Linked DNA regions of Mus musculus: all the other regions are linked to region 1. A link is a contact called in public HiChIP or PLAC-seq and promoter capture Hi-C data. All regions are on one chromosome and are shown on one strand. The core of a region is the stretch at or near the end of the contact, and the rest is flanking DNA. Distances in the headings are between cores, read along the strand shown.

Evidence for each region. Promoter capture Hi-C pulls out the DNA fragments that hold promoters and counts their contacts. HiChIP or PLAC-seq counts read pairs in DNA pulled down with a chosen protein or histone mark.
Region 2: a promoter capture Hi-C map of hippocampal neurons shows a contact between it and region 1, with 2.7 times the contacts expected there. The contact joins the promoter of Hacd4 here to the promoter of Rraga in region 1.
Region 3: a contact with region 1 is called in a promoter capture Hi-C map of hippocampal neurons, with 10 times the contacts expected there. The contact joins the enhancer-like site here to the promoter of Rraga in region 1. A contact is called at or near these places in 4 of 39 promoter capture datasets (cranial neural crest, frontonasal cranial neural crest, hippocampal neurons and 1 more), 3 of 484 Hi-C or Micro-C datasets (the AtT-20 cell line, embryonic fibroblasts and uterus) and 12 of 115 datasets of contacts at active chromatin or transcription factors (astrocytes, craniofacial prominence, embryonic basal ganglia and 8 more).
Region 4: a contact with region 1 is called in an H3K27ac HiChIP or PLAC-seq map of embryonic stem cells, with 7 times the contacts expected there. The contact joins the promoter of Sh3gl2 here to the promoter of Rraga in region 1. A contact is called at or near these places in 4 of 39 promoter capture datasets (cranial neural crest, frontonasal cranial neural crest, maxillary cranial neural crest and 1 more), 1 of 484 Hi-C or Micro-C datasets (embryonic stem cells), 16 of 115 datasets of contacts at active chromatin or transcription factors (SST interneurons, astrocytes, embryonic forebrain and 6 more) and 2 of 9 other capture datasets (embryonic stem cells and pancreatic islet).
Region 5: a contact with region 1 is called in a promoter capture Hi-C map of hippocampal neurons, with 5 times the contacts expected there. The contact joins the enhancer-like site here to the promoter of Rraga in region 1. A contact is called at or near these places in 4 of 39 promoter capture datasets (cranial neural crest, embryonic stem cells, frontonasal cranial neural crest and 1 more) and 5 of 115 datasets of contacts at active chromatin or transcription factors (astrocytes, embryonic stem cells, neural progenitor cells and 1 more).
Region 6: an H3K27ac HiChIP or PLAC-seq map of stem cell-derived neural progenitor cells shows a contact between it and region 1, with 4 times the contacts expected there. The contact joins the enhancer-like site here to the promoter of Rraga in region 1. A contact is called at or near these places in 3 of 39 promoter capture datasets (cranial neural crest, embryonic stem cells and neural stem cells) and 8 of 115 datasets of contacts at active chromatin or transcription factors (astrocytes, embryonic forebrain, embryonic stem cells and 4 more).
Region 7: an H3K4me3 HiChIP or PLAC-seq map of embryonic stem cells shows a contact between it and region 1, with 7 times the contacts expected there. The contact joins the enhancer-like site here to the promoter of Rraga in region 1. A contact is called at or near these places in 2 of 39 promoter capture datasets (embryonic stem cells and hippocampal neurons) and 5 of 115 datasets of contacts at active chromatin or transcription factors (embryonic forebrain, embryonic stem cells, forebrain and 1 more).

The regions. Positions count from the first base shown.
Region 1 is chr4:86,573,367-86,577,065 of GRCm38.p6, forward strand. Rraga (Ras-related GTP binding A) reads left to right here and starts at 2,307. Exons shown (of 1, transcript NM_178376.3): 1 at 2,307-3,699. The coding sequence starts at 2,553. The coding sequence ends at 3,494.
Region 2 is chr4:88,436,898-88,440,908 of GRCm38.p6, forward strand. Hacd4 (3-hydroxyacyl-CoA dehydratase 4) reads right to left here and starts at 2,018. Exons shown (of 7, transcript NM_025760.5): 1 at 1,936-2,018; 2 at 563-666. The coding sequence starts at 1,973.
Region 3 is chr4:85,404,025-85,408,195 of GRCm38.p6, forward strand. No RefSeq gene overlaps it. Among named protein-coding and RNA genes, the nearest start is that of Sh3gl2, 200 kb to the left of the region's middle. Within about 2 kb of position 1,472, at least 7 of the 459 cell types and tissues checked have an H3K27ac peak or open chromatin away from gene starts, as enhancers often do. A contact at or near this core is called in hippocampal neurons, where this site is marked.
Region 4 is chr4:85,203,828-85,208,057 of GRCm38.p6, forward strand. Sh3gl2 (SH3-domain GRB2-like 2) reads left to right here and starts at 1,629. Exons shown (of 9, transcript NM_019535.2): 1 at 1,629-1,794. The coding sequence starts at 1,750.
Region 5 is chr4:85,230,683-85,234,598 of GRCm38.p6, forward strand. All of the region lies in intron 1 of Sh3gl2 (SH3-domain GRB2-like 2), which reads left to right. Among named protein-coding and RNA genes, the nearest start is that of Sh3gl2, 27 kb to the left of the region's middle. Within about 2 kb of position 2,484, at least 40 of the 459 cell types and tissues checked have an H3K27ac peak or open chromatin away from gene starts, as enhancers often do. A contact at or near this core is called in hippocampal neurons, where this site is marked.
Region 6 is chr4:85,249,368-85,253,555 of GRCm38.p6, forward strand. All of the region lies in intron 1 of Sh3gl2 (SH3-domain GRB2-like 2), which reads left to right. Among named protein-coding and RNA genes, the nearest start is that of Sh3gl2, 46 kb to the left of the region's middle. Within about 2 kb of position 1,559, at least 22 of the 459 cell types and tissues checked have an H3K27ac peak or open chromatin away from gene starts, as enhancers often do. A contact at or near this core is called in neural progenitor cells, neural stem cells and stem cell-derived neural progenitor cells, where this site is marked.
Region 7 is chr4:85,287,765-85,291,541 of GRCm38.p6, forward strand. All of the region lies in intron 1 of Sh3gl2 (SH3-domain GRB2-like 2), which reads left to right. Among named protein-coding and RNA genes, the nearest start is that of Sh3gl2, 84 kb to the left of the region's middle. Within about 2 kb of position 1,542, at least 7 of the 459 cell types and tissues checked have an H3K27ac peak or open chromatin away from gene starts, as enhancers often do. A contact at or near this core is called in embryonic stem cells, where this site is marked.

The sequences.
Region 1 (3,699 bases), core at 1,057-3,556:
GAGACTCATAACTGGTCAAAGAACTGAGAGTGACTACTGAATGGCCAGCCCTAAGTAAGACATCTATTTCAACATACATGCACGTGCACATGCACACGCACACACACTAACTAAATAATGCATAAAAGGGAGCAATGGCTTGTAAATGTATCTTTTCTACTCCTATTGTCATCCCCAAGGCTTACTGTCTCTGTCTGCTAACCTAGGCCAGGTCCTAGAAGCTTCTAGCTTCCATACAATCTAATCTAGGGCTAGAATGTTTCCTGCCTGTGAGACTTACTGCTGAATAAGCTCACCTTTTCCTGTTCTGATCTCTGGCTGGCTGGTCAACTCAGCTGTTCTGGCTCAAACTCCTCTCCAAACTGACTGATTCAATCTGGCTTCTCTCTCTCGGCCTTTTCTTAATTGCTCTGCTTGGCCTCATACTGATTTTGGCAATCTGTTCTAATCTTCTGACTCCTTCTCAGTCTCTGGCTCCTCTGCCTTCCCCTGTGTTTAGCTTGCTCTCTCTTTTCAACCTTTTCTCTTTGTAACTGTCCTGGTAGATTCTCTCTTTCTCTCTCTCTCTCTCTCTCTCTCTCTCTGTGTGTGTGTGTGTGTGTGTGTGTGTGCTGCTATTGGTTATGTAACCTCTTTCCCCTCTCCTCTTGAGAGCTGGGTGTAGCCTATTCTGTCAAATCTTTCTCTGATTTGTTACTTTGTCTGCCACTCAATTAGACATAACTTTCAAACAAGGTGCTTTCTTCTACAAACTAACTTTACCTTCACTGTTTGGGATTAAAAGTGTGTTCTAAGGGCATATCTGTATTCTAACCAGAGGAATTAAAGGTGTGTGCTATGACTGAGCCACATCACAACTAGAAATCGTTTTTTTGTTTTTGTTTGTCTTTTAGTAAACAATACACTCTCAGGGTTCAGTGTGATCAAATATCCTGCAACAATGATTACTTTTAAATTGTCTTTTTTTATGTATATGAGTACACTGTAGCTACACAGATGCTTGTGAGCCTTCATGTGGTTGTTAGGAATTGAATTCTGGACCTCTGCTCACTCCAGCCCAGAGATTTATTATTATAGATAAGTACACTGTTGCTGTCTTCAGACACACCAGAAGAGGGCATCAGATCTCATTACGGGGTGGTTGTGAGCCACTATGTGGTTACTGGGATTAGAACTCAGGACCTTCAGAAGAGCAGTCAGTGCTCTTACCCGCTTAGCCATCTTGCCAGCCCACTTTTGAATTTTCTTGCATATTGTAAACATTATTTATGTAAATTCATATTTTGCCTGTGTGTCTATGCATCATATGCATGCAGTGCCCACAGAGGTTGAAAGAAGGCATCATCCCCTGGACTGAAGTTACAGTTTCAAGGAGTCACAGTGGTGCTGGGAAGCAAACCCAGGTTCTCTGGAAGAGCAGTGTGTGTGTGTGTGTGTGTGTGTGTGTGTGCACCATATCTGTGCGGGAGACCATGGCTTAAATGATAAGCTATGTCTCTAGCCCCAACATCCAATTTTTGAATGAATAAGTGAGAAAATGTCTTCATTGGTACAGTGTAGTATACAACCTGGAAAGGGCTTTACAATAAGGATGCAGTGTCCTAATTTAGGAATATGACGTGCCCTGGTAATTCTACTGACTCAGCCTCAACTTACTGGATGACACTGCTTATCTCTTCTTAAAGGCTTGAGGCCATGTGGCCTATGGCTAAGTGAGCAGACCTTCTAAGGCACTCAGACTCGTTAACCCCCTCAGGTTTGAAAACAGTTGTTCACACGGTAACCGTGAGGACGAAGCTATTGCATGGTGTTCCATATTACCCTCTACTCGAGTTTTGGATTCTAATTACACATTCTCAAGCTGAGGTAAAAAGAACAAGGAATCAGGATGTCTCCCTGGTAAGGAACTGCCTAGCCCTGGGCAATTAGTTTTTCGAAATCTCTTTCTGCTGGTTTTCATTTGTCATCCCCGCTCCTCTACCTGCCTGATTGTCAAGCCTACAGCACTATTATCTCTCTGAGGTGATAATGGCAGTGGGCGTGTGAGGACTTTTGGCCACGCGGGGGCAGCATTCTCCCTCCCAGGTTCACTCGACCCCTTCTGCAAAGACCCAGGGCAACCCAAGCAGAACAAAACCCCAGCGTGGGCTCGCCCTTTCATTTTAACTCGCTGTGCGCTAGATTGCAATGGAAGAAGCAGTTTCTTAGAATTCCAAGGGTCTCAAAGGAGTAGCCGACGTTCTCGCGATGTCGCCACCGGAAGTGGGTGGCGGCAGGCCCTCGGAGTTCTCGCGAGATGCCGGCGGGAAGTGGGTGGCGGCCGGGCCGAAGCTGATCACATCACTGGTCTGCTCTCGCTAGCTCGGAGCGGCTGTGGCCATTGCCTCGGGCGCTGTTTTCTGAGACCTCGCCTCGCCGCGGTCTTTCCTGCCCCCAGCTCGCGTGCACGGCCTCCGCTGCCGGTCGGTGCTCGGTGTCCCGCCGTCCCCATCCTTGGTCGGTCCGCCGTTAGGCCGTGCCTCAGGCCCAGTCCGTGGCGACGCCGGCAGGTGATGCCCAATACAGCCATGAAGAAAAAGGTGCTGTTGATGGGAAAGAGCGGGTCGGGGAAGACCAGCATGAGGTCGATCATCTTTGCAAATTATATTGCGCGCGACACTAGGCGCCTGGGTGCCACCATCGACGTGGAGCACTCCCACGTCCGATTCTTGGGGAACCTGGTGCTGAACCTGTGGGACTGTGGCGGCCAGGACACCTTTATGGAAAATTACTTCACCAGCCAGCGGGACAACATCTTCCGTAATGTGGAGGTTCTGATATACGTGTTTGACGTAGAGAGCCGCGAACTGGAAAAAGATATGCATTATTACCAATCGTGTCTGGAAGCCATCCTCCAGAATTCACCTGACGCCAAAATCTTCTGCCTGGTGCACAAAATGGATCTGGTTCAGGAAGATCAACGTGACCTGATTTTTAAAGAGCGAGAGGAAGACCTGAGGCGTTTGTCTCGCCCGCTGGAGTGCGCTTGTTTTCGAACGTCCATCTGGGATGAGACGCTCTACAAAGCCTGGTCCAGCATCGTCTATCAGCTGATCCCCAACGTTCAGCAGCTGGAGATGAACCTAAGGAATTTTGCCCAGATTATTGAGGCTGATGAAGTTCTGCTGTTCGAGAGAGCTACGTTCTTGGTGATTTCCCACTACCAGTGCAAAGAGCAGCGAGATGTGCACCGCTTTGAGAAGATCAGCAACATCATCAAGCAGTTTAAGCTGAGCTGCAGTAAATTGGCCGCTTCTTTCCAGAGCATGGAAGTGAGGAATTCTAACTTCGCTGCCTTCATCGACATCTTTACATCAAACACGTACGTGATGGTGGTCATGTCAGATCCATCCATCCCTTCTGCAGCTACTCTGATCAACATTCGTAATGCCAGGAAACACTTTGAGAAGCTAGAAAGAGTAGATGGGCCCAAGCACAGCCTCCTCATGCGTTGAAATAATGCCAAATGCTCTTTAGTAAAATGCTGAATTACGGTGTTTTTTTTTTTTTTGCATCATTTGTCTTTAATATTCATAATGTCATGTGCTTAAAAGTGAGCTTGAAACGTGTGCTTACTATCTCATCTCTTCCCTAGTCTTAGTATTGGACGCTATTTACTCAGCTATCAAGTAGAGATCTTCAAGACGGCCTTTATGAAAA
Region 2 (4,011 bases), core at 768-3,267, 1.9 Mb after region 1:
CATGAATTCTTGACTTTTTAGGAAACTGAAGGAAGCTTATGATTCAAGTCATCAATACCAACTGCTTGTCGGTGACTAGTCATCGGTGTGTGTGTCATGTACGTATTACTTCTTGAGGGATCAAACAGGGTCTTGGGGGCATAAAGTTTGTCTGTCATTCAGTTACTGGCCATCTCCAGCTACCCTAAGTCTGGGGATGAGTACGCAGTGGAGGAATTTTATTAATTTCTCATTGCTCTGCACAGAATGTCAGGCTGGAACTTACAGACTTTTCAAAATGTGTTTAATTTATGAGTTTTGTGCAGAACCAAAATGGAACATTCCAAAGATAGGTTTTTGCTTTCAGAGCAAACTGGCAGCTCTGGGGCAAGACAGGCCCCTCTCGCCTGGTCTCATCTTCTCCCTTTAAGTCTGAAATAGTTAAGTATACTTATGGAAAAACAAACTCCAGAGACGTGAATGGTTCCAGATGCAGGATGCAAGAAGTTCAAAATGAAAATCAGTGAGGCCAGATGAATCCAGGGATAATAGTTAGAAATCGAAACCATTTAGGAGTGTTTACCTTTCCCAAATGAGAAGAATCTGACTGTCATATTTGCCAGTATCCATGAGTGGCCACAGAACTGAATTAAGTAATAGATGAAAAGATATACATTCTTCCTATACCTATAAATACAGAAAAATGCCATTAAACACATCTTTTAATGTAATGTACCAGTCAAACTGAGCAAGCAAAAGAAAACTGTTCCAGGTCAGAGTTCTATATTGGGGTCTTTCACTGGGTTGTCCCTCCAAACCCATGAGAGTCCGATGGGATGAATTTATCTAACAAGAGTATGTTGACTGAGATTGCTTAAAACCAAAGGTAGTTCTTTTCCACACTTCATTCTCATCTTTGATAACATTCTAACCTTGTTTCTCTAACACTTTCAGCCACTATGAGAAAAGCTTTGAAAGTTGAAGGGGACAGGGAAGAAACACTGACGCAAAGGGACTGATTTGGGCAGCTTGAACTCCAGTAGCTCAGCTTGCCAAATTAACTTGAAAGAGCTGGCTTACAGTTATCAAAGGGGAGTGGTCACAATTGGATTATGACTCAGTCATTGAACACACCTGACTTTTGTGATTGGGGTTGCACTCTCGTTCTTCCTGGCCCTGCCTCCTGTTGTATTTTACAAGGGAAGCTAGTTCTCTCCATCAAATGCACATAGAAAGCAGTTTAGTTGCTCAGCCAAAAAAAAAAAAAGGAAGTCAAGCTGAGTGTAAAGCTGTGTGTGTGTGTGGGTTCCTGGGGAGAGGACAGCCAGGGTGTAAACTGAATTTAAAAAAGAAGATTGGTGATTCTTGGTTTGAGGAGCTGGAAAAGGAGGTGAAGGGCTTCCCGGTGTGCACAAGGATGTGTAGAGTGGCCTTGTTAGTGTTAACAATGACTTCTCTTAGTTGGAAACTTCTGAGAAACAAGATATATAAGCAAACTCTATGGAGCAGTCAACAGATGACCAAAACTGCTATAGGGGTTAAAAGGGGAAAACTGCAAGCCAATCAGCATCACCAGGCTTCAGGTAAGCACTCCCCCCAGGCCCTAGTTTCCCTGGAATCTGGCCTGTGACAGATGCTGCTGCTACAGGATGCTGTCAAAATCACCCTGTGCCAAAATCTAGGGCGCAGCAAGGACAAGGAAGAGAAGAACTTGTGGGAGCGCACAAAGAGAAGAGGTGGCCTTGCAGCCCACCCTTCCATTTCCTCATCTCCAAAACTAAAAAACCGAAGGAAACAGCAAAGCCTCTGTCCTGAGCTATGGAGGAGAAAATGCAATCCACTACCAGGCAGAAGGAGCAGTGTTAAACAGTCAGGAGCTTCGCGGGAGTGAAAGCCGATGGGTGGGCTTCTGCCCAGTTCCCTGGCCCCTCCCTCCCCGCAGCCCCCTAATCCTACCTGGGCTGCAGCCAGGCTGGCAGCACCGAGGGCCCCATGGGCCACAGTCTGCTCCTCTGGCACCTCCGGGAAGCAGCAGGAGTGGGCTGGGAAAGCGGTAGGGGCGGGACGCCTCAGGCTGGGCTCGGGAAGGGCGGGGCCTCAACACACTCAGCAAGTTTTGAAAAAAAGCAGAGGTCAGGAGATGGGCAGGAGATGAAAGTCAAATTCCTGCCATGCTGCCCTAGGAGAGCTGGCCAGGCATAGAAAGTATGCGGGATGAACAAGCACATCCGCCCGAGGCTTTCCAAACTGATCCCAGGCTACTGATCTGTGGCTGGAGACCCCTAAGTTCACCTGCCTATACTCTTAACTGGATATAACTAGCTCTAAGGTTGCATGATCCTCAGGGTGGCCAGGGCCTTTCTTAGAAGCCCTAAGGTAGGAGAACGGTTCAGGAAGGAAAGCTAAGGGCAAATGGCCCAATATCTGTTCAAACATGAGCCAGAGCCCTCCAGAAATCCATCCCTGACACTTAGAGACCTGGGTGGCAGTGGTGTGCATAAATGCTTTTGTTCATTTAAGTTAATGTCATTTATTTAATGTTTAATGTCATTAAGTTAATGTTATTCGCTTAAGTTAATGTCGCTGCCCATGGCCAACACTCCCACACATCTTTTCCTGGTTTCTTGGGACAATGGCATCCCATCTCCTAGACAGAGTGACCCACCTCCTGGGTTCGTGAAGATCAGATTCCAATTATTCTGTTCTACCAGGTGAAGAGAACAAAACAGCTCCCCAAAGTATTTTCCCAAAAAAAAAAAAAAAAAAAAAAAAACCACCGCCACCACCAAAAAAGAAAAAGAAGAAATGGGAAAAAATAAAGAAAAAAAAAAGAAAAGAAAAAAACTCCCCCAAAACCCACAAGTGGAACAGTTACATATAGTTGCTGGAGTTGGAAGGTAGTGCTTCCATCTTACCAAAAAGGAAGTTGAGGCCTTAAGAAATATTGTCACTCACCACAGGTCACACAGCTGATAAACAGCAGGGTTAGAAGTTACAGTCAGCAATTTTTCTTCTTGGGTCATGGTTTCCTTCCTCATAGCTGTCACAGAGTCTGCCTCTTAGATGTCCCACTGTTCCGTGTCTCCCCGCCCCCCACCAGGGGCCAGCTCCTCTGTAGCCTCCGTTCCTTCTCAAGCCCCTTGGCAGAGGCTGCACTGTCCTCTCAACTGTCTCCATTGTCTCCTGTACACTGGCCTTCATGGCAGTGTAGGAACAAATTCATGTCACGTGGTCGTTCACACCCGTAACCCCAGCACTCTAGAAGCCGAGGTGGGGAGCTGATTCCGCCTTCAGCATCAGCCTGGGCTACACAGTGAGTTCCAGGCACCCTGAGTACAGAGGGAGACCCTATCTGGAGGGGTGGAGGGAAGGGGGTGCATTTTCAGATCTCTAACCCCAGAGTTTAGAACCCCTCTTTTAAACACCCCCCTCAAACCTTTGTCATCTGCCATCAACATCCAGGGCCCTATCTCATTTCCTATCACCCTTTTGCTCCATGTACCTTACAGTTTGGACTCCCAACACTCCCGAAACTACTCTCAGGGTTCCCCAAGTCCTTTCTACTGTCCCTCGGGCTTCAATTATAGGACGTGAATCTGTGAGCTTAAGAGCAAACAACACATAGACAAGAAACTATTTCCAAAGCCATCTGTGCCCAAACCCAGCAGAAGCCAGGGGTTCTGGACAGACTGGAGCTGGGAGGACAGGGTGTCTGCCCGAGAAGAGGTCCTTTATCAGCAAACTCTTCTTCATCCTTCTCCTGCCCTCCCTTCACTTCTCCAACTCTGCATATGGCTATGACTCCCATGCCCTGCCTCTCTGCACAGCATCCTCCCTCTGCTTCCTCAGAGGTAGGCCCTAGGTCAGCTCTTCTGCAGAGACAATCACCGTGCACAGCTCCATCTCTTCGAAGCCTTTCCGACTCTCTTCTGAATACTAGCTCTGGCCTTGGGACGGTTTCTGGGTATTGCTTTGTGAGAGTTTCATTATTTCCAGTTAAAACTGTTTCAAATGAGCTTACCGCCTTCCTTC
Region 3 (4,171 bases), core at 222-2,721, 1.2 Mb before region 1:
GCTACATCTGATTTGCTTTTCCAAAAACTAACTTGAGGGGTAGGGTAGCGGGGTCAGCCCAGGCTGACAGAAGACTATTTCTGATACCCCATGAGTGGTACCTTTGATGGAGTCACAGTGGCAGCTGGAGGTGGCACACAGGCTGTTGTTGGGAATTATAAAGGGCAAGTGAGGAGATTTTTTTTTAAAAGAATGGCTATTCTAAGGACATAAGAGAAAGAGAGTTGCTAAAGCAAGAGTTCTTTTTCTTTTTTTTTTTTATTTCCCTCCTCTTCCTTTTCTCTTCCTCATACTCTCCATCCTCCTTTCTATCTTTTGTCTTCTGAGACAATCTTATATAGTGAAGACTGGCAGGGAACTCATGGCCTAACTTAGGTGGATGCCTTGAACGTCTCACCCCCCACCCTCAACCCACTCTCCTCCATCTCTTTAGTGCTGGAGTCACAGAGGTGTGCTGCCGCAGTGGTCCAGCCTTTGTATTTGAAGATGTAGTCTCAGCAGAGGCTGAACTGCTCATCAACCTTAACACCCTTTTAGCACCCAGTGCCAACTAGCAGTGGACGACTACACAATGAGGCTCCCTCTGTCAGCCTGTGGTGGACAGCACTGTTCAGTTTGAATCATCTACAAGGCCCTACACAAACACCAGGGGTAAGGACCTGCTGGCCTCACCCCAGACTGTTTCAAATGGAATGACAATTTTCTTATCTTAGCAGAGACAAGTCGCTTTAAAAACAAAAACAAACAAAGAGCAAAAACCCAGTTTAACCTAAAAACAACAACAACAGCAACAACAAAACACTTTTTTGTTCCTCTGAAAAAGGCAACAAAACTCCAGGGTGGCGTTTGTCACTTTCAGACAAGTTATCAACACCCAGTCCCTGATCATGCCTTTGGGAATGCTGTCCCATACTTGTAATTCCTAAAGTGACCACTACGCGGCGCCCACACATCTGAATCTGAGGTGAGGTTTTCTCAGCCTCAGCCCTGACAAAAATAAAAGCTCAAGACAGCACCCAGTGGCTTCTTCCAGTCTACGGACATGAGCCTCTTTTAAGAATTATACCCAACAGCTTGGGGAGGATATTTGCAGAGGGATTCATCATGAAAAAGCCCATGTCTCTACCTTCTACCCAGTCACTTCTCAGCGTTTCCATGCTTCGGACCCCTCCTCTTTCTGATTCTTCACTTCTAAAATTTCCTCCCCATCTCAGGCCCGCCCTTCCACAGTCCTTTCCTTCCACCATTCCTCAGTGAACTTCTAAATCGTGTGTGTGTGTGTGTGTGTGTGTGTGTGTGTGTGTGTGTGTGTGTGTGTGTGGTTCATTCTCCCCTCTCATCGTTTAGAGGATAAACTGCGAACTTCAGTACCCTTGGGAACTTTGGCAGTGCTTGCTTTTGTATTGGTCCCATCTGTCCCTCAGCCCACTTCCAGCCTGCATTCTAACAGCCTTGGGTGTATGTGGGTTGCTTCAGCATGCATGCAGCTTGCCCTGCTCTGTGTCTGGAGAGTTCTTCCCTTCGCCTCTGGGCGTAGTACGCATGCTTCTAAAAGCTTGCATCCCATCCATCCATGGTACTCCCTTCCCGTGGTACCACAGTGACCTGCTAGTTCATACCTCCTGTGTCCATACATAGGACAGACACTAGAAACCAGGATGTTATTTGTTAGGGGACTATGTGTCAGTGACTCTTATAAGCTTTTTCCATTCATAATGGCATGCATAAACTATATGCAAAAATATTATTCATAAATTGTGCATAAGGGTTAATTCTTACTTCTTCTACCATATAGTTTTGGCAGTGCCAGCACCCAGGTGCTGCCACAGGGAACCTTGCAATGTTCTGTGAGAGTCCCTGTAAGAATTCTGAGAAGATACAATTGATAAGGTTTTGACAAATGCTCCTCTTTTAAAACCATGGGCTGTTCTGCAACTTCCCCCATATTAGTAAATCACCCATTTCCTATCAAGGGCCTATCTGACTTCCTGGCATTAACTGTCGGTTTAACATGTTTTGGATAGCAAACAGAAACATAATTAAATTACAAGTGTGCTATAAAGTTTTACTTACATATGTGCTAAAATAGCTCAGCTATTGTCTTCCCTTTCTCCTCTCTCTTGTGCAATTTAAAATAGTTTAGTAATTCCGGTATAAAAACAGAGAGCACAAGAAACATTTGCTTTTGCTCTGGCAGGTTTCAAGGGTTGCTGGAGTTTCTGTCCACTGTTGTACCGCGGAACATTGTGACTGACCACAGGGAATTGTGTGGATTCTGCTTTCTGCTTGTTCCTGATCTAGACTCTGAAGGATGGAACGTCTGCAGACACCTATGTAGCTCCGTATCTTCAAGAGAAAGGGGCTAACCTAATGCTACCAGAGAGCTCTGGGTGTCAAGAGAATAACAGGGCAAAAAGTATAGATTGTCAGATGGGTGATAGATTTTACAAATCTCCAGCAAGGAAACACACTCACTCCAGTGTCTGGATTGCAGCAGGCATGATTGGCTGAACACTCTAAAGAGGCAGAAGCACCCTGCTCGGAACCAGGCTGAGGGGAAGCATCAGAGGGGAGTAATTCTTAACATAAAACTAGGTGGTACCACCCAGATGCCTTCCAGTCAAACCCCAGAGAGTGTGGACCCAGTTCTTCCAGACAAGCAGCTAAATGACAAGTAGACATCACTGTCTTGGATCCTAAGAAGTCATCACACACACACACACACACACACACACACACACACACACACACACACACACTACCACAAAAGGAAGCCTTTTCTTACACTCCAGCATAGCAACAGCAGAAGAGCCTGCCACAGGTTTCCAAGGCAGCCTCCCAGTGGGCAAGGAAAGCAGAGCATGGAGGGCACAAAAGGCACCTTGGTGACCACTTGGAGGGGGATGAGCAGCGCTGGGCCAGTCGGGGTTCTACTTGCTTTATGGAGTATCCAGAAAGAGCTTGGCTTCCTCTCTAGGGCTATGGAAGCATAAGAAATGCAGAACAAAGAAATCAGGAAAAGCATCCCCCAGGGCGCTGCCCAGCGGTAGCAGAGGTGTCCCGTTATCACCATTACTGTGGATGCTGTACTTTTTTCTTTAAGTACATGCCTCTTTGGACAGACCGTGAACTGTATGGAGAAAGAAGAACTTGTTACTCATTTTTGTTCTCCTGGAACCATTGTGGTTCCTGGACTGGCAAATGAGTGAGTCTCAGAAGGAAGCGGCAGGTAAGTGGATCAGGAAGTGTTTGGTCCTCCCCTGTCACTGAAGCCTGACCCCACATGCTGCTGCTAAAAAGGCTGTCAGTGATGCCCGAGAGCTTTCCACCAGCCTACTCCACCACATTTTTTTTCTTTCCATTTTTTATTAGGTATTTAGCTCATTTACATTTCCAATGCTATACCAAAAGTCCCCCATACCCACCCACCCCCACTCCCCTACCCGCCCACTCCCCCTTTTTGGCCCTGGCGTTCCCCTGTTCTGGGGCATATAAAGTTTGTGTGTCCAATGGGCCTCTCTTTCCAGTGATGGCCGACTAGGCCATCTTTTGATACATATGCAGCTAGAGTCAAGAGCTCCGGGGTACTGGTTAGTTCATAATGTTGATCCACCTATAGGGTTGCAGATCCCTTTAGCTCCTTGGCTACTTTCTCTAGCTCCTCCATTGGGAGCCCTGTGATCCATCCATTAGCTGACTGTGAGCATCCACTTCTGTGTTTGCTAGGCCCTGGCAAAGTCTAAAAGAGACAGCTATATCTGGGTCCTTTCAATAAAATCTTGCTAGTGTATGCAATGGTGTCAGCGTTTGGATGCTGATTATGGGGTGGATCCCTGGATAAGGCAGTCTCTACATGGTCCATCCTTTCATCTCTGCTCCAAACTTTGTCTCTGTAACTCCTTCCATGGGTGTTTTGTTCCCACTTCTAAGGAGGGGCATAGTGTCCACACTTCAGTCTTCATTTTTCTTGAGTTTCATGTGTTTAGGAAATTGTATCTTATATCTTGGGTATCCTAGGTTTTGAGCTAATATCCACTTATCAGTGAGTACATATTGTGTGAGTTCCTTTGTGAATGTGTTACCTCACTCAGGATGATGCCCTCCAGGTCCATCCATTTGGCTAGGAATTTCATAAATTCATTCTTTTTAATAGCTGAGTAGTACTCCATTG
Region 4 (4,230 bases), core at 379-2,878, 1.4 Mb before region 1:
GAGCAATAGGTTCAAAGCGCTTTGAAGTTTTCTATGCAGAACCCAACGTGGTTCCTCTGATCTTTAGCAGCATACGCTATGAAGGTAAGTAGTCAAAGAGACAAGGAAAGGCGGGGACTAGCTTTGCTTTAAGATTTTAAGGTTAAGGCAAGTGCTCAAAGTTTCCGAGGAGCCTCTTCAGGTCCCCATTTCACTTCTTTCATGTGTTGAGACCAAAGTTGCAAATTTCAGACCACATCATAGATTTGTGGCAGAGAGAAGCGAACCCTGTGGCCCTGATACCAAAAGGTGAATTATTAAGAATTAGCATGTCCCTCCTGCCTAAATCCTCTAACCAATGTTTATCCCAATGCCTCCACGGTAGTTTAGAAATTAGAAAGTACCACAGATTGGAAGGTCTGGGCAGCAGCAAGGACCACAAGACTACAGACCCCTTCCTTCCTTTTGCTTTGCTTTGCAGACTGGAAGGGTATGCTCACTGCTCACTGCTCCGATATTCTGTTGTGCTGTGATTCACAGTAGCAAGGGTGAGTGGTACCCAGCCCGTGTCTAGAATCCCCTTGCACCTGCTCTTCCGTTCATCTTTACTCAAGCTGCAGAAGTCTACTGGCTTCCTTTACACCAGGCAGTAGAGGGGGGGGGGGCGGGAGGGGAACTGTATTTCTAGGAACCCAATCCAGGTCCTGTTGATTCTTTCCACATTCTCCGTAATTACTCTCCTCTTGGCGGCTCATCACTTTGATCCACACATGCAGGTGTGGCCTGCATCTGAGACTCTCCCACAAGCTCTTCCATACAAGACAAACTTGAAGTGGCTGCTCATAAGAGCACAGATTTCTGGTGCTGCTCTGGGCCCTTCACCCAGTCCCATCCACCCTTTGTCCCTATGTGGTGTTTGTATAACTTACTGCCTTTCCTTTCCTCATTATATAAAAATGTTAGAACGAAAAAAAAAAAGAAAGAAAAAAATGTCCATGATAATTGTGTGAATGCCAAGTTCGCATTCGTTTTTTTTTTCTTTTGAAAATAGAAGATTAAATGTTATTACTCATATCAATATATGCTATAGCTCATATCAATTCCATTCCAGTATCCCAGTCAAACTGTAGGGACCTCTCTTCATCTTAAGTAGTTAAGTTGTACTAGAACAGGAAAAAAAAAGTTGATAGATTTCCCTAAGGTGAAACAAGCTTAAGGGATATTAAAATCGAGGCAGAGAAATGTTTTCGGTGGCCAATCATGCGGGAAGGCAGGGCATGAAATGAGCAATAACTTATTCATGATCCAGATAAGCCGCCACCCTGCTTTTCAACCACAGGGAGGCCAGGCTCAAAGGGCAAGGGCAGTGCGCAGGCAGCACCACTGCGGCTACCTGGGAGCTGGGTCACCTGAGTCTAGACTGCCCAAAGGCGGTGATCCCTTTGCCAGGGCCACGAACGAACGACTCCCACAGCTGAAGACAGCCCAGGCTTCGGACCGTGGAGGGACTTTCGCCCCCGCACAGTGCGGGGGTTCCTCGCGCTCACCTGCCTCGGCTTGCGCCCTGGGCGGGGCTTCCCGCGTCCCCTTTAAGAGGCCGCATCACCCGCCCTGACGTCAGGGTGTCTCTCCGCACAAGCCCGCGTCCCGCGCCGCGCCCCCGCGCCAGCAGCTCCCGCGGTCGCACGACCAGCGGCGGCCCGGCGACCCCAGCCGCCTCTCCGCATCTGCATCTGCATCTGCCGGCCGCGCAGCCTCCCGCATCCCATCATGTCGGTGGCAGGGCTGAAGAAGCAGTTCCACAAAGCCACTCAGGTAGGGCGCGTGCAGGTGCGCCATGGGCCGCCCCGCAGACCGACAGACAGACGGCGTCCTCCCCTGCAACCCCTCCCTGTTCTGATCTGGTCCCCGCGGGGCGCTGCGCGGCAGCCTGGCTCCATAACCCGGCTCCCTGTCTCCGATCGGTGCTCGCTCCGCGAGTCTCCTCCCTGGCCGCTGCATCCCTGCTTCCTCTTCCCACTCCGAGTCCCTGTGGTCCCTGCCACTCTAGCACTCAGACCTCAGTTCCCTTCCCCTGGCATCTCTGCTCTCTGTCCCCGCTGTCTCGGTTCGCCGCCCACCGGGTTCCCAGGCAGTTAGTCCCTGCACGGCAGCTCTCAGGCTCTGCACGGAGGGTGCCGCGCAGGTGCTTGGCGGCGCGGCGGGAGATTATGTAAAGTCGCCTCGGTGCGGTGACCTTGCGGTGTGGTGTGCCCCACTGTCCTGGGATGTGCTGGCTGGAGCGAGGTTCGCTCTGGAGGCTGCGGAGGTGCCCGCGCTCTGCGCTTGCTCCAGGCTTTGCGCTCCCAGGCCTTCTCAGAACCCCTCCTTCCCAGGCCTCCCCAGGCTCCCAGCATGGGAGAATGTGGTTCCCCTAAGGAGCATGCATGCATTAACTTTTTTCCCTGGAGAACTCCTTGGTGAAGCTTATTTGAGGCCATGGTTTGATCAGTGGTCTGCAAGTCTTTAAAGTTCTCCCACGGGTTTTACTGCGGAGGCAGTTGTTAAAAACTTGAAAATCACTGTTTACTAGATGTGCCAAATTTTCTGTGTGGGGTAAGCTGAGATTAAAATTTAATCCAGACCCACATAATTTAAATCTCATTGGGCCCAACTCAGTGATTTTACAAAGAGAAAATGTCCAAAAATACTTACGATGTGACCCATTTCTTACATAATGTGTGGAGTTACAACCCTTTTATTCATTTGGAACAGGTTAAATTTTAAGATATATTTAACAAGAAACGACTTTATTGATAAACCGTAAAATACTTTTTGCGTAACCATTTAGCTTTAAAGATCCTTATCCTAAGCTAACCTTAATTGTGTGGCTTCTGTAATTTCTTGTTTTTTAAAAACATTACTTTTATCTTTTTTTACAATCCAGCCACTCCCTTCCCTCTGGGTCCCCCCTCCCACAGTTCCTCATCCCATTTCTCCCTCCTGTCTCCAAGAGGATGTCACGCACACCAGGTCTTCCCACTCCCAGGAATCTCAAGTCTCTCGCACATCTTCTTCCACTGAGGCCAGACCAGGCAGTCCTCCTCTGCTATACATGAGTCTCATTACCGAGTTCACAGCCTCAGTACTATTGCAAAAGGCATAGGGAAAAGGTGAAGACTGCATTCCTCAAGTTTGCTTAAATTAAGGTGCAGGATGACATTCACCCCTGAGCATCATCTCTGTCACCATAGACTTAGCATCATCAAATGAGTTCTGTTGGGAACTAATTTAGGGAGACAGGAAACAGTCATTTTAGGAAGTGCTTCTAACTACATATATATTTGGTTTTCTCACTAGAATTGTCTGTGATCTCCCTATTGGAAAGGTAGAGCCAAGTATATTATTCACTTGATTCTGGCAACTTTCCAGTTTCACAGAACCAATCTGTGCTACCAGTGAATGGCATAGGACTGCCCTGATGTCACCCACCTTATTTATTTATTTATTTATTTATTTATTTATTTATTTATTTAGGTACTTGTCTCATTTCTAATCTAGACCAAAAGACTGATTCTACCAACATTCCTTTAGGAGCCTTGGCTTTGGGGAGGGAAAGGCTAAGATTTGAATCCCTCTTCTGCTACCTAGGAAATTGAGCAAGCTAGTTTTCTGAATCCGTCCTTGCCAAAAATGAGACAAAATTTCTCAGGGGAAAAGTAAGGATAAATGAATTTGTAGAGCATATATAGAAAATGCTTAATAAGTGGTAATTGTTAATGTTAAGGATAATTCCTTTAGCGTTAGGTACCATTCCTTTCCACTGGTAATAACGAGACTTGAGAACCCAGCCGGGGCTTCGATAACACACACAGTAACCATCTGACTCCATTCAGCTCATCCTGAGGTTGTGTGCAGCTCTGGAAGCAGGAAAGAACTGGAACGTCATCGGGGAAGCCCCGTCTCCAGGTGTGGAGGAGTTCTACTAGGGACGGACCTGCTCCTTACCACTCCGAACCCAGATACTGGGTCACTGTTCACTGCCATTCTCTTCCTTTGCTGAAAAGCCTTTTTGTTTTAAAGGTGAAGCAAAACACAATCTCATTCATAGCTTAATGGAGCCTAGTCTTTAAAAACGTAAGGCAAAGGTTACTCTCCTGTGCATGGATGTGTTATTCTAGAGGGTGTGTAACGCGAGGTGGTGTTTGCCTGCTCTGAGCTCTGAGGGAAATGGTCCTGTCCTGCTTTGCAGTCGTTTCCTGAATCTGATCT
Region 5 (3,916 bases), core at 1,234-3,733, 1.3 Mb before region 1:
AATTGCCTCTTTCCTTTCCTTTCTAAGTCCTGATGGCAGAAGGTCAAGTCTATGGCTTCATTTGATTGTGGTGATGATGATAAGCATAAGCAACAACATCTGATAGTGACCCTGTAAGTCAACTGTCACAATCATCCATGGAGGAGGCACCCCTGTACCCGTTGTACTGATAAGGAAACAAAGGCACAGAGAAGTTAAACACTCATCTCAAGCAACACAGTTATCTATTGATGGTGGAGACAGAATTTGACACTGGAAGAGGATACTTTAGAGGAATCATTTTGTAAATCTCCTCCCAGTCAATGGAACAAAAATCAACTGTAGTAATAAGTAGTCTAAAAACACTTGTGGGCTGGTAAACTGCAAAGTAGCATTTCAAAACACCACCGGAGAGATGGATCATTTAGTAAATGATGTGCGAGCAGTTAGCCCTCCATTCGTGTATAAAAAAACTGGACCCATCTATCATTCTCTTATACTAAAGCAAATTTTAGTGTTTTAAGTTGCTGGCTGCAAATATGATAGTAAAAGATTATAAAGTAGCCAAAAAGGCAACCGTGGGTCCTCTTGAGCTGCAGAGATGCTTTCTGGATATGAGTTAAGATACAGATGTTGTAGAATAAGGTAGGTACATTTTTTTTTCTGTGTAGAAATTAAGAACTGTTTACCTGGAAAAATTAAAGTAAATGAGGGGATTTATGATTGGATACACACAATTAAAAAGAGAGTTTGGGGCTACAGGGTGTTCTATGACTGTAGGCGCCTGCCTTCCTGGGGTCAGTCAGGCAGTGTGTGCAGTGCGCAGATTCCCTGTGATGAAGACAAGTTTTGGTTTTGGTGGAATAACTGAAGATGTATGTAAAAAAAAAAAAAACTTGTTCAGAATCCACCGTAGTATTTGTGTGTGTGTAAATCCTGCTTCGTACACATAATGGGATTTTCTAAGATTATTGAAGTGAAATAATCCATACTCACGAGGAAGCCTGAATATATGTTTGGTGGGAGACAGAATGCACAAACAAAGATGTACTATGTAGGCATTGATTGCCTATCCACATGGGTGGATGGATGGCTGTTTGAAACAAAGTTTAATATAGTATGGTTTTTGAAAGCTTTCTTTTCCTTCTTTTCCTTCATTTTCTTTTCCTTCATTTTTGTTGCACTGTGAGAGAAGATCTCAGGGGTATCTGTGGCTGGTCTGGAACTAACACGTTAACCAGGCCTTGAGCTTGCACTGATCCTCCTGCCTCTGCCTCTGAAGTGCTGGGCTTCCAGGCATATACTGCTATGTTTGGAATTAAGTTTAAAAGAGTCTTTCCTCCCTGTTTCTCTTCCTTCACCTCCTCCTCCTCTTCCTCCTCCTCTTCCTCCTCCTCCTCTTCCTCCTCCTCTTCTTCCTCCTCCTCTTCTTCCCCCTCTTCCTCCTCCATATCACTACCTTTGTTTTCTGGTGTTGGGCCTCAGGTAAGATGCTCGGTAAGCCCAGTGCACGGAGCTGTGTCCCCAGCCTCAATGTTTACACTCAGAGCACTCATCTTTGACTCCTGTGAAGAGTGTCCTCACCTTGGTGTTTTTAGCACTGTCTTTAGGTTTTTGGCAATGTTTGGGAAGCCAGCATCAGTGTCAAACAAGGAAGTGCAGTGGTGGGACACGTTGATTGGAATCACACAAATGCTGGGATTCATTCTACAGTATAAAGTCTTCCTCGATGAAGTGGATTAACGTTTAATAGAAACGCAGCCTTTTCAGTGTCCCTGTTTTTAAATTCTTCTGTTTTTATTAAAATCCTATGTTCTTAGCCTAAAGGAGGGAGGAACAGAACAGAGGGGAGACAGCAGCGACCCCGAAGGCATCAGTGTTAGCGCGGTGCTGAGGATGTTCAGACGACCCACCTCCACACACTCCTCCCTCGGAAAGAGTATTAATGAGCACAGCTTCTTCACATTCTGATCTTTCCTCAGACAGGTTTCCAGAGAACAGCTTAATAAAGCATTAATTATGGTGCACCCTCCTCCCTGGAGATAGGAGTGATTTTGCCCCCTCCCTGCATGTAGGGATGATCTAGGTGCATAATTTTGTTAATGATATGTCTGTGGAATGCTATTTTGGTTCCAGTAAAAAGTATCTGTTTGCTTCTTATGGCTCAGAGCATGAGGATTTCAGAACTGCTAACACTATTCAATATGCAGCAGCCTCTGAGGTTCAGCGCATGACGGCTACTGCTTTAGACAAGAGTTGAAAGCAGAGCAGAAGACAGAGGGACACATTGTTTATATAGATAAAAATATGATGTGCATTTAGAACTAAGCTTAGGATATGGAAATTGTAAAAACATAAGCCTGAAGGGTGATACAGTAAGTCTTCTTTTAAACAATCTGAGCTTTTTATCCCATTGCGTTCTGCGGCAAGCTTTGTGGTCTCCTCCCTCACAGAGCCACTCAGCAGCATCTTCAGCAGAGGCTCTGGTCCTGTTAGTGGGTGGGAGAGCCTGCCTGCCATGCAGAAGCTCCTTACTCTCTGCTTGTTGGTGCTCACACTCACATTAGCTTGAGAGGCCCTATTCATTAGCAGGGATTATTCAGTTGCAAATGGAAGTGCAACAAGATGGGGGGCTGTGGAGAAACAAATGCTGGGCTTGGTGTTTCAGGGGTTATTTTTAGATTCAGAAGCAGCCTGCCGCTTTCCATGAAATCCATGAGAGTGTAATTAATCACCCTCCTTTCGCTTTCTGGTGGTGTTTGTTTTAAGATTAAACTACTGGGTGCAATCCTCTTTGCATCTTTCTCTTCTCAGCTTGTCTCTTCTCTTCTCTTCTCTTCTCTTCTCTTCTCTTCTCTTCTCTTCTCTTCTCTTCTCTGTCTTTTCTCTCTTTCTTTCTTTTCTTCTTCTTCTTCTTCTTCTTCTTCTTCTTCTTCTTCTTCTTCTTTTCTTTCTTTCTTTCTTTCTTTCTTTCTTTCTTTCTTTCTTTCTCCTTTCTCTCTCTGTCTTCTCTCTCTCTCTCTCTTTTTCTCTGTGTGTGTGTGTCCTCACATGTGTCAAGGTTAATGATGGTGTGTTGATTTTAGGAGGTTACCTGGATAGTGTTTCCAAATTCATTCCCATGTAAAGTATCTTCTTTAGTCATTATAAAAATCAAATAATTTTCCCCCAGCAAGCTTCAAAACACGGTGAAGCCATTTACTAAAACGAAGCATGACAGTAATTTAATTTTTCTATTTTTGGAAAATAGAGGGTGCAGCCTCTGATAAAAGTGCAGTAAGATTTCAAGTCCCATGGAGTGCTTACGTGGAATCAGACATCATTCTTTGAGCCATTTTGAGTCAGTGAAGTTGATTAGAGGACATGTTGAATCTGTTTTCCTCTCTAGCCTGGCAAGTAAGTGGGCCTTAAGAAAATCTGAGTGGCAGACCTCTTCACTTGACTTCATCCAGTGTGGATTCAGTAAAATCCATCACTGTCCCACTAGTTATAAGAGAGAATTAGTAAAACTTGGGATTGAGGAATCTCCCCTCTTAAGGCTGAAATCAATAGATCATGGACCATTCACAATTGCTAACCCTGTTTCCAGTGGTGTAAAAAGCCTTCCGGTTTAGCATGTGTATTAGTCAGGGTTCTCTAGAGTCACAGAACTTATGGATAATTTCTAAATAGTAAAGGAATTTATTGATGACTTACAGTCGGCAGCCCAATTCCCAACAATGGTTCAGTCGCAGCTGTGAATGGAAGTCCAAGGATCTAGCAGTTACTCAGTCTCACGCAGCAAGCAGGCGAAGGAGCAAGAGCAAGAGCTAGACTCCCTTCTTCCAATGTCCTTATATTGTCTCCAGCAAAAGGTGTAGCCCAGATTAAAGGTGTGTTCCACCACACCTTTAATCCCAGATGAAAGGCATAGCCCAGATTAAAGGTGTGTTCCTTA
Region 6 (4,188 bases), core at 309-2,808, 1.3 Mb before region 1:
TGCATATAGGCATGAGTATAAGAACCTGGGGAGGCCAGAAAATGTCATCTGATCACCTAGAGTTAGAGTCACAGGGGGCTGCCTGTAAGCTGCCTGATTTGGGTATTGGGAAGTGAACTCAGATCCTCTGGGAGAACATTGTGTGCTTTGAACTACTGGGCCATCTCCCCTGTTCCTATTCTGGATATTTCATATGTGGATATATTCATATAATACACGGTCTTTGTGGGGGTCATTTTTCACATGTCCCGTGTTTTCAAGGTTCACCTATGCTGTGCATGGATCTGAGACTTTAGAGAATTGAGACTGCTGGGTCATTATTATCATATTTAATAAGAGTAGTTTTAACATGTGAATGCGTTTCTAAAGTGCACACTCGGGCTTTGAGAATTCATGAGGCGGCCAGGACAATATTGAATGCATTCAGTTGAAGCAATGAAATGATAGTAATTTCCATTTTTTTTGTTCTTTATGAAGTTTAGATAACTTACTTTTCATCTACTTTACCTACAAATGAAAGTGGCAGGAAACCAGGTGAGGGAAAGACCTGCTTTCTTCTGCTTGTCATTTCAAAATATACAGCTGATGTTGCTGGAAATTCAAAAGGGAAAATGTTATGTTTGGATAAAGAATAGCAATGGCTGGATTTTTGACAAGGAAACACACTCAATTGTCTTTCTTGAAAGCAGTATGCTACCGATAGTTCCTAATATTTAGTAATTTCAAAAGCCTCAGAGAGAAGCATCAATCATTGCCACGTTGTTTGTTCTTGCTTCTAATGATCCACACTAGTCAAATAAAGATCAAAGTTTAGTCCTCCTTGGTATTTAAAGACTTTAGGCATTCTGTCCTACAGAATATCTTTAGGTCTGTGTATTGTGCTTCGAAAAAGTCATTTCATGATGTGTACAGTATAGGGGTCCAGAAAAATTAAAATTACAGGGTCCTTTTTGAAGTGCTATCTTGTTTTTTTTTTTTTTCAACATGAAATGCCCCTCCCCACCTTGGCAACCAAGCCTAAGCTCATCTTAATTGCCTGTGCCTTATCTGGCAAGCTGCCCGGTAAATCAGATGAATGGCAACAATACTGGGATCTTGTGTGCCCACTTTCTAAAGGGCTTTGTGCTTGCTTTATGCTTTTTTTCCTCCCTTTCCCAATTTGTTGGTTAGACTCAATTATTTGGCTCTTTTTGAGAAGGCTCTGGGCGAAATGCCATTTATCTAGCTTTTCAACTTTAGGGGACATGTTTTCTTAACAGATTTCTTTAGGAAGTGAAGTTCTTTAACCTGGCTCCCCCCCCCCCCCCCCAAGATATTCTGAATTTTGGTCACTAGCAGATTCTTTCAAGAATTTTGTTTTTGTTTTTGTTTTTGTTTTCCAAAGTCTAGACAAAATTTCTCAGGGGGATTGCTGAAAGTGCATATTTTCTTAAAAGAGAAAGAGATAAAAATCCCTTGCTCTCTTAAATTTTTAAATTTGGCAGATCTATCCAGATCTCTCTGTTGGAGGAAATGAGAAAGTTTGATTAAGCCCTAATGTCAAGGAAATTGAGTTGGCTGGGCTTCAAGGAGTAGGAGGGGCTGGCCCACTAAAGATCTGTGTCAGAGTCTTGGATGGCACTGGAATCGGGACAGGGTAGTTATTTTCTTTAGTAGGGCAAACTCTGGGGAAAAGCACAAGCATCCAGCAAGGTGCTCTCATGTGCCAGAGGGTTGTGTAAATTTGATGTGCGCTCTGGTGCAGGGCTATACTCTTGTGAGCTGTGCTTTTCTGTTACTTTTGCTATTGCCACCACTGTTTTGCAAATGGAAAAGCCAAGGCTCAGAGTTTCTTTATCCTGGAAAGAGGAAGTCTGTGTTCAGTCTGTCTTTGCCATTAAAGGAGGCGATTGTTACAGTGGTTTTACAACTGATGAGACAGACACAGGTAGATGTGTGTGAGAATACAAGATCTTCAGAGTGATACACACGTAGAAGATGCTATTACTCATTCCTACAGAATGGACTTTTCTGCCAGTGACCCTTTTGTGTAGGATGGATACTCTTCCACTCCCCAGGTCTTTTAAGATCTTAAGGATGCTCTACCACCACTGCTCTTAGCTTCTTCTGTTCTTGGCCCTTTCCAGTTAATGTGGACACTTGGGCCACGTGTTGCCTGCTCAGAAGCCAAGTGAGTAGAGCAAGCCAGTCACTGCTGAGAATTTACCAGATAAGGCCCCCTCAGCAGTATGAGGCTATGTCTGCCCTAATTCTGATTGCAAAAAAAGTGCTTACTGAAAGCTTTTAGCAGTTCTTAAAATCACAAGGGTAACTATATAACTGAGTTTTTATGTCTAGAGTTTTTAAAACATAGGATTCATTTGTCAGTTTCCTCCATATTTTCTATTTCCCTAATTAAAACATATTTATTGTGAAAATTTAATATTGAAATGGAAAACCAAGCAAACACTTTCTCACAACAAAGAGATCTTCATCAATATACTTCTACATTTCTTTTCCTAAGAAAAGTTAATGTTTAACTCTCTCTCTGTCTCTCTCTCTCACACACACACTCTGTCTCTCTCTGTCTCTCTTTCTGTCTCTCTCTGTCTCTCTCTGTGTGTCTCTGTCTCTGTGTCTCTGTCTCTGTCTCTCTCTCTTACACACACACACACACACACACAGCACTACTTCTTTCATGGGTTCAGTGCATAAGGAATGTATGTGCCATTTCTCCTGTTGATTCTCATTTTTGAAACGGTATTTATACAGCCAACGAGCTGGAGCTGGATTGTACCCCTATGCTGTGCTTTCCTCGCAACGGGATAAAATGTAGTCGTTGACTTTCTGAAAGAAATAGTGGGTCAAAGGCTCACCGTGAGTCCCCTATGTCTCCCTGCCTTCATCTGTGGCTCTTACTCTGTTGGTGCTGATACTGTTAAGGGAATTAAACACATGGTCTTGGCATGCTAAGCACACGGGCATATGCAGCATAGCTTAGTAAACATGTTTTCTGCAAATGATAAGGCTATTGTGAGATCGATATAATGATAGATAACTACTACTGATCAAGAGCCTAAATAGGAAGACATGGGGAAGGCAGAAGGCCAGCTTCCAGGTCATGACTCCCAACAATAATACTCTCTAGGATCCAGCCACTTAGTCTCAATTTTAATTTTCTAAATTATAGTACTATAATCTTCCAAGAAATAAGGAAAATAAAGGATGCAAAATATTTTTAAGTTACTAGTGAAAGTTATCTACAAATTTACTTTGCTGTCTGAGTGTGTGTGTGTGAGAGAGAGAGACAGAGAGACACAGAGAGAGAGACAGAGAGACAGAAAGAGAGACAGAGAGAGAGACAGAGAGACAGAGAGACAGAGAGAGTGTGTGTGAGAGAGAGACAGAGAGACAGAAAGAGAGACAGAGAGAGAGACAGAGAGAGAGACAGAGAGACAGAGAGAGTGTGTGTGAGAGAGAGACAGAGACAGAGAGACAGAGACAGAGAGAGTTTGTGTGTGTGTGAGAGAGAGTGTGTGTGTTTGTGAGAGAGAGACAGAGACAGAGACAGTGTGTGTGTGTGTGTGTGAGAGAGAGAGAGAGAGAGAGAGAGAGAGTGTGTTTGTAGAGGAAAGAGAGGAAAGGCTGTGGGGTTGGAGGATATTACACATGGCTGAACACAAATGGCCACTAGATTATAAATCTTCATGGCATCATGAAGGGAATAAATATTGCTTCTGTTTTATCCAAAAAGTATTAAAGTATTTTTTCTGTATTAGAAAAACCCACAAAAGTATCAGTTTGATAATTACATTCATGATATAAGGTTTTTTTGGGGGGGTTATTTATTTATTATTTATTTATGGTTGGCTGGCTTGGTTTTGGAGGCAGAGTCTCTCTGTGTAGCGCTGTCTGTCCTGGAAAGAGCTCTGTAGGCCAGGCTGGCCTTGAACTCTCAGTGATTGACCTGCCTTTGCCTCCCAAGCAGATCCTTGCTTCTTACTGTTTTCAGTCTTTATTACTGATTAAAATTAATTTATATACTTATTTTTACCACAATTTAATTTCTGAATGCATAATTGAAAAAGCGATGCTTGATGTTGATGGACTAAACCAATTAAATGCTTGTTTGTTTTTAAATTTTTTTTTTTAATTTTATCGTTCATCACTTTTCACCTGCACTGTACAAGGTCCTGATTCATTCTGCTG
Region 7 (3,777 bases), core at 292-2,791, 1.3 Mb before region 1:
CACACTGATTTCCACAGTAATTTAACCAGTTGGTCCTCTAACCAGCAGTGCATGGATATTCCCACTTTCTCACATCCGTGACTACCTTTGGTTTTTTGTTTTTTTTTTTTTTTCATTTTAGCCATTCTGACAAGGGTAAAATGAAGTCTCTAAATACTTGTTATTTTCATTTCTGATGACTAAGGATGGCAAACAGCTTTACAAAATATTTCTTGGCCATATGTGTTTATTCTTTTGAGACCTCTCCCTTCAGCTCCATAGCTTGTTAGTTTTGTTTTGTTTTGTTTGTTGTTGTTTGTATTTTTCTTTGTGATTAGACCTTTGAGTTCTTTGTGTATTCTAGACTCTAATCTTCAGTCAGAAGTAAAGCAGACAAAGGTCCTTTCTCAGTTTGTCAGCTGGCCTAGCCAATTGTGTTCTTTGCAGTACAGAAGCCTTTTAATGCTGTGAAGTCCTAGTTGTTAATTTTTCCCTGGAAGACTGGAGTCCTAGTCTGAACACTTGAGCCTATATCCTGAAGTGTGTTCCCTACTCTCCTAGAAGTTTCAGAGTTTTGGGACAAAATTCATCATTTGGCTGTTTGATCCATTTGGAATTGATTTATCTTCAGGGTAGGAGAGAAGGGTTAAATTTCATTCTTATATATGTAGATGGTATTTTTCTACCACCATTTGTTTAAGATGCTATCTTCTTGCCAGTATGTATATTTGGCTCCTTTGTCAAAAAATAGATGGCTTAGTTGTGTGGACTTACATCAGCATCTCAGTTCTACCCATTGATCAGTATGTCTGGCTTTGTGATGTATTTTACAACTGTCGCTCTTGTTTGTGTAACTTGAAATCAGGAATGGTGATACCTCTATCATTCATAGCTCAGAATTGTGATGGTTATCCAGAGTCTTTTGTGCTTCGATATAAGTTTTAAGCATATGAATTTTAAGGCCTTTTCCCCCCCAATTTTAGTTAACAATTGTTTGAAGTTGTTTTTGAAGGGATTTTGTATGAAGGAATTACAGTGAATCTGTATGTTGCTTTTGGTATGATGGTGAAAGACCCACAACGTGAGGACTCCCCCACGTTTTGACTGAGGAGAGGCGACACCCCAAAATCACCCACAAGAAACGGGTCTTGCTGCAAATTGCAAGAGGATTTTTTATTGAAGAGTGCTCTCGGGCCCACGGTCATACACCACGCAGGGGTAGAGGACCGTGGCGCCCCGAGTAGCTGAGTAAGGGGGTATTTAAAGGAAAAAACCACAACTCAAGGAGGTGGGAAGGGTGTTGTTGGAAAATACCAAAAATACCAGGTTAGAGTCACAAGGAAGTACAAAGTCACAGGTGTCACAAGGAATACCTGGTAATTGTTAACTCTGAAGACAGTTTCTAAGAGCCCCTAACAATAGCACATTTGCATTGCAGGTTCCGGTAATGGTCAGGGTGACTTTCTTTGAATTAACACTCTTTGAACACAGGAAGCGGGTGGGTGGAGGAATGTCACTATCTGTTTTATGATTAGCATACCTTGGAGCACTGAGTTTACTACTCTTTTATTGGCCATTTTAATTTACCAGTCTCTGTGCACAGGACATCCCTTTAACATTCAGTGCCTTCTTCAGTGTCTGTCTTTAGTGTTTTAAGATTTTCATTGTGTAGTTCTTTCACTTCTTTGGTTAGGTTTATTCCAGGGTATTTTGTTTATTTTGAGGCTATAATGAATGGGATGGTTTCCTGATTTGTTTCTCAGCCTATTTGTCTTGATAAAATGGAAGGCTCTTTTGACATGTTAATTTTATAATATGCCTCTTTACTGAAAATGTTGTCTGTGGAGTCTCTCATGTACAGAATCATGCCATATGCAGGCAGGGATACTTTAATTTCTTTTCCTGTTTATATCCCTTTAATTTTTCCCCTCTTGTCCATTTGCTCAAACTGGGACTCAGGACTGTGTGTTCTTGGTCCTGATCTTGGCGAGAACAGAGTAGCCAGGCTTCAGAAACCTTTTCTTTCCTCATCTCTCTTTCCCTTGAGTAACTCATCAACTTTCATTTTTATACCCTCGGGACCAGCCATGGTAGATAGCAGTAAGTATCATCCTGTAATATTACAGGCCCTCTTTCCAGACTCTAATCAGACCTGGCTTGTTCTTGCTTGTTATGAGCCCTTGACATTGAGACCCTCAGACCTGGACATTGACTAGTGATCCGTCTCTCAGAGCATAGTCTGACATCCCTGGGCTTGAAGCCTTGTCAGCTCCCTTGAATGCTTCTGGTGACCAGGGTCTTTTGTTCCTGTCCCCGGCTCCCTTTCATCAGCAACCTGACCTTTCTTATCTTCACTTCTGCTTCCTTTCTTTCTGCTCTGCCTCTTTTCTAAATTCTTGCTCTCATGTGTACATGGGTGTGTGTGTGTTCAAGCTTATGTGCACATGTGCATGCTGAGTCTCAAGGTTGAAGTCCATATTCCTTGATTGCTCCCCACCTCATGCATTGAGGTGTGGTATCACAGTTGAACCCCAAGTTCACTTGTCTGCATACTTTGATTAATCAGCTTGCTCCAGAGATTCCTTGAATGTTGCTCAGCATTATTTGGGTTGTGGGGCTCCAAACTCTGGTCTTCATACTTACCTCTGACTCACCTTCCCATCCTGACCCCTACTGAATCGTTCAACCACTCCTCCAGTTGTCAGTGGCTCCTGCTAGAACAGCTCTAGGTACTAGTCTCCATTGGGATAGTTCTTTTACCAGTACTCCTTCTGGCCAAACTGAAAATATGGTTTGCCAAGACCTGTAACTGCAAAAAGCTAAATAGCTCTGGCTAGCACAGTGACTTCAAGAGTTAGGACAATTGACACTGGTGTTTTTAGAGTTGTTTCAAGATGTCTGCAGATTATTAAAGATGGCTGTACATGCTTAAGATGGCTCTGGCCATCTGTATGACTGAGAACTCTTCAGCTTAAAGCAATGTAGAGTACACCAGGCAGGCCACTTGATGCTTACTAAGGAGCCAGATTCTTCCATTTTTACATTTGCTCACTGCTTTGCTCCATGTGTTATCTTTTGTTGTTGTCTTTATACTGTTTTAGATATTATGCATTCCATTCCTTTGCTGGATCAAATTTTAATATATATTCTCATTAATTTTAATTAAATTTATAAAACACAAAGCTAACTGCTAGAAATTTATTCTGGGGATGAAAGACATCATCCCTCAGACCTTTGGAATATTGATTTGATGTTGTTGTTCGGTAAATCAGGTCTGACATTTCATAGTTACTTGTTAATTGCACAATTATTAATGGTTCTGGGGGAAGAATCCATCATAGAGATGTCACGATTGATAAAAATGTATCATGTTTAACATAACCCAGGTCTCGCTGACTGTCTGTTATGGATCTGTGATTAAAGAGAAGCTTCTGCCTGTAGCTCAGCTTGAGATAGAAGCTAAAATAAATCACAACTTAAAAATAAAAAAGAAAAACAACTGAAGTAACTCTCTTAAAGTTAAATCAAGACTGTTGGAATATCATGATCTAAAGTCTTGGCACTTCATTAGTGAAGTTGTTATTGTTGCTACTTGGTATGGAGAAACACTGACCTCTCTAATCTCCTTCTCATACTCTTTATTACCTCCGGTGGCAGTTTTAAATAACAGAATCCTAATGGAGAAAACACAGATCCATTTCTTTTTTGTCCTTCGGAAATGGTCTTTAGTTTTAGCCAAACCATGTTTACATGCCGAGTTTTCATTAAGTGTGGCCAAATGAAGTTGCTAGCTGCTAA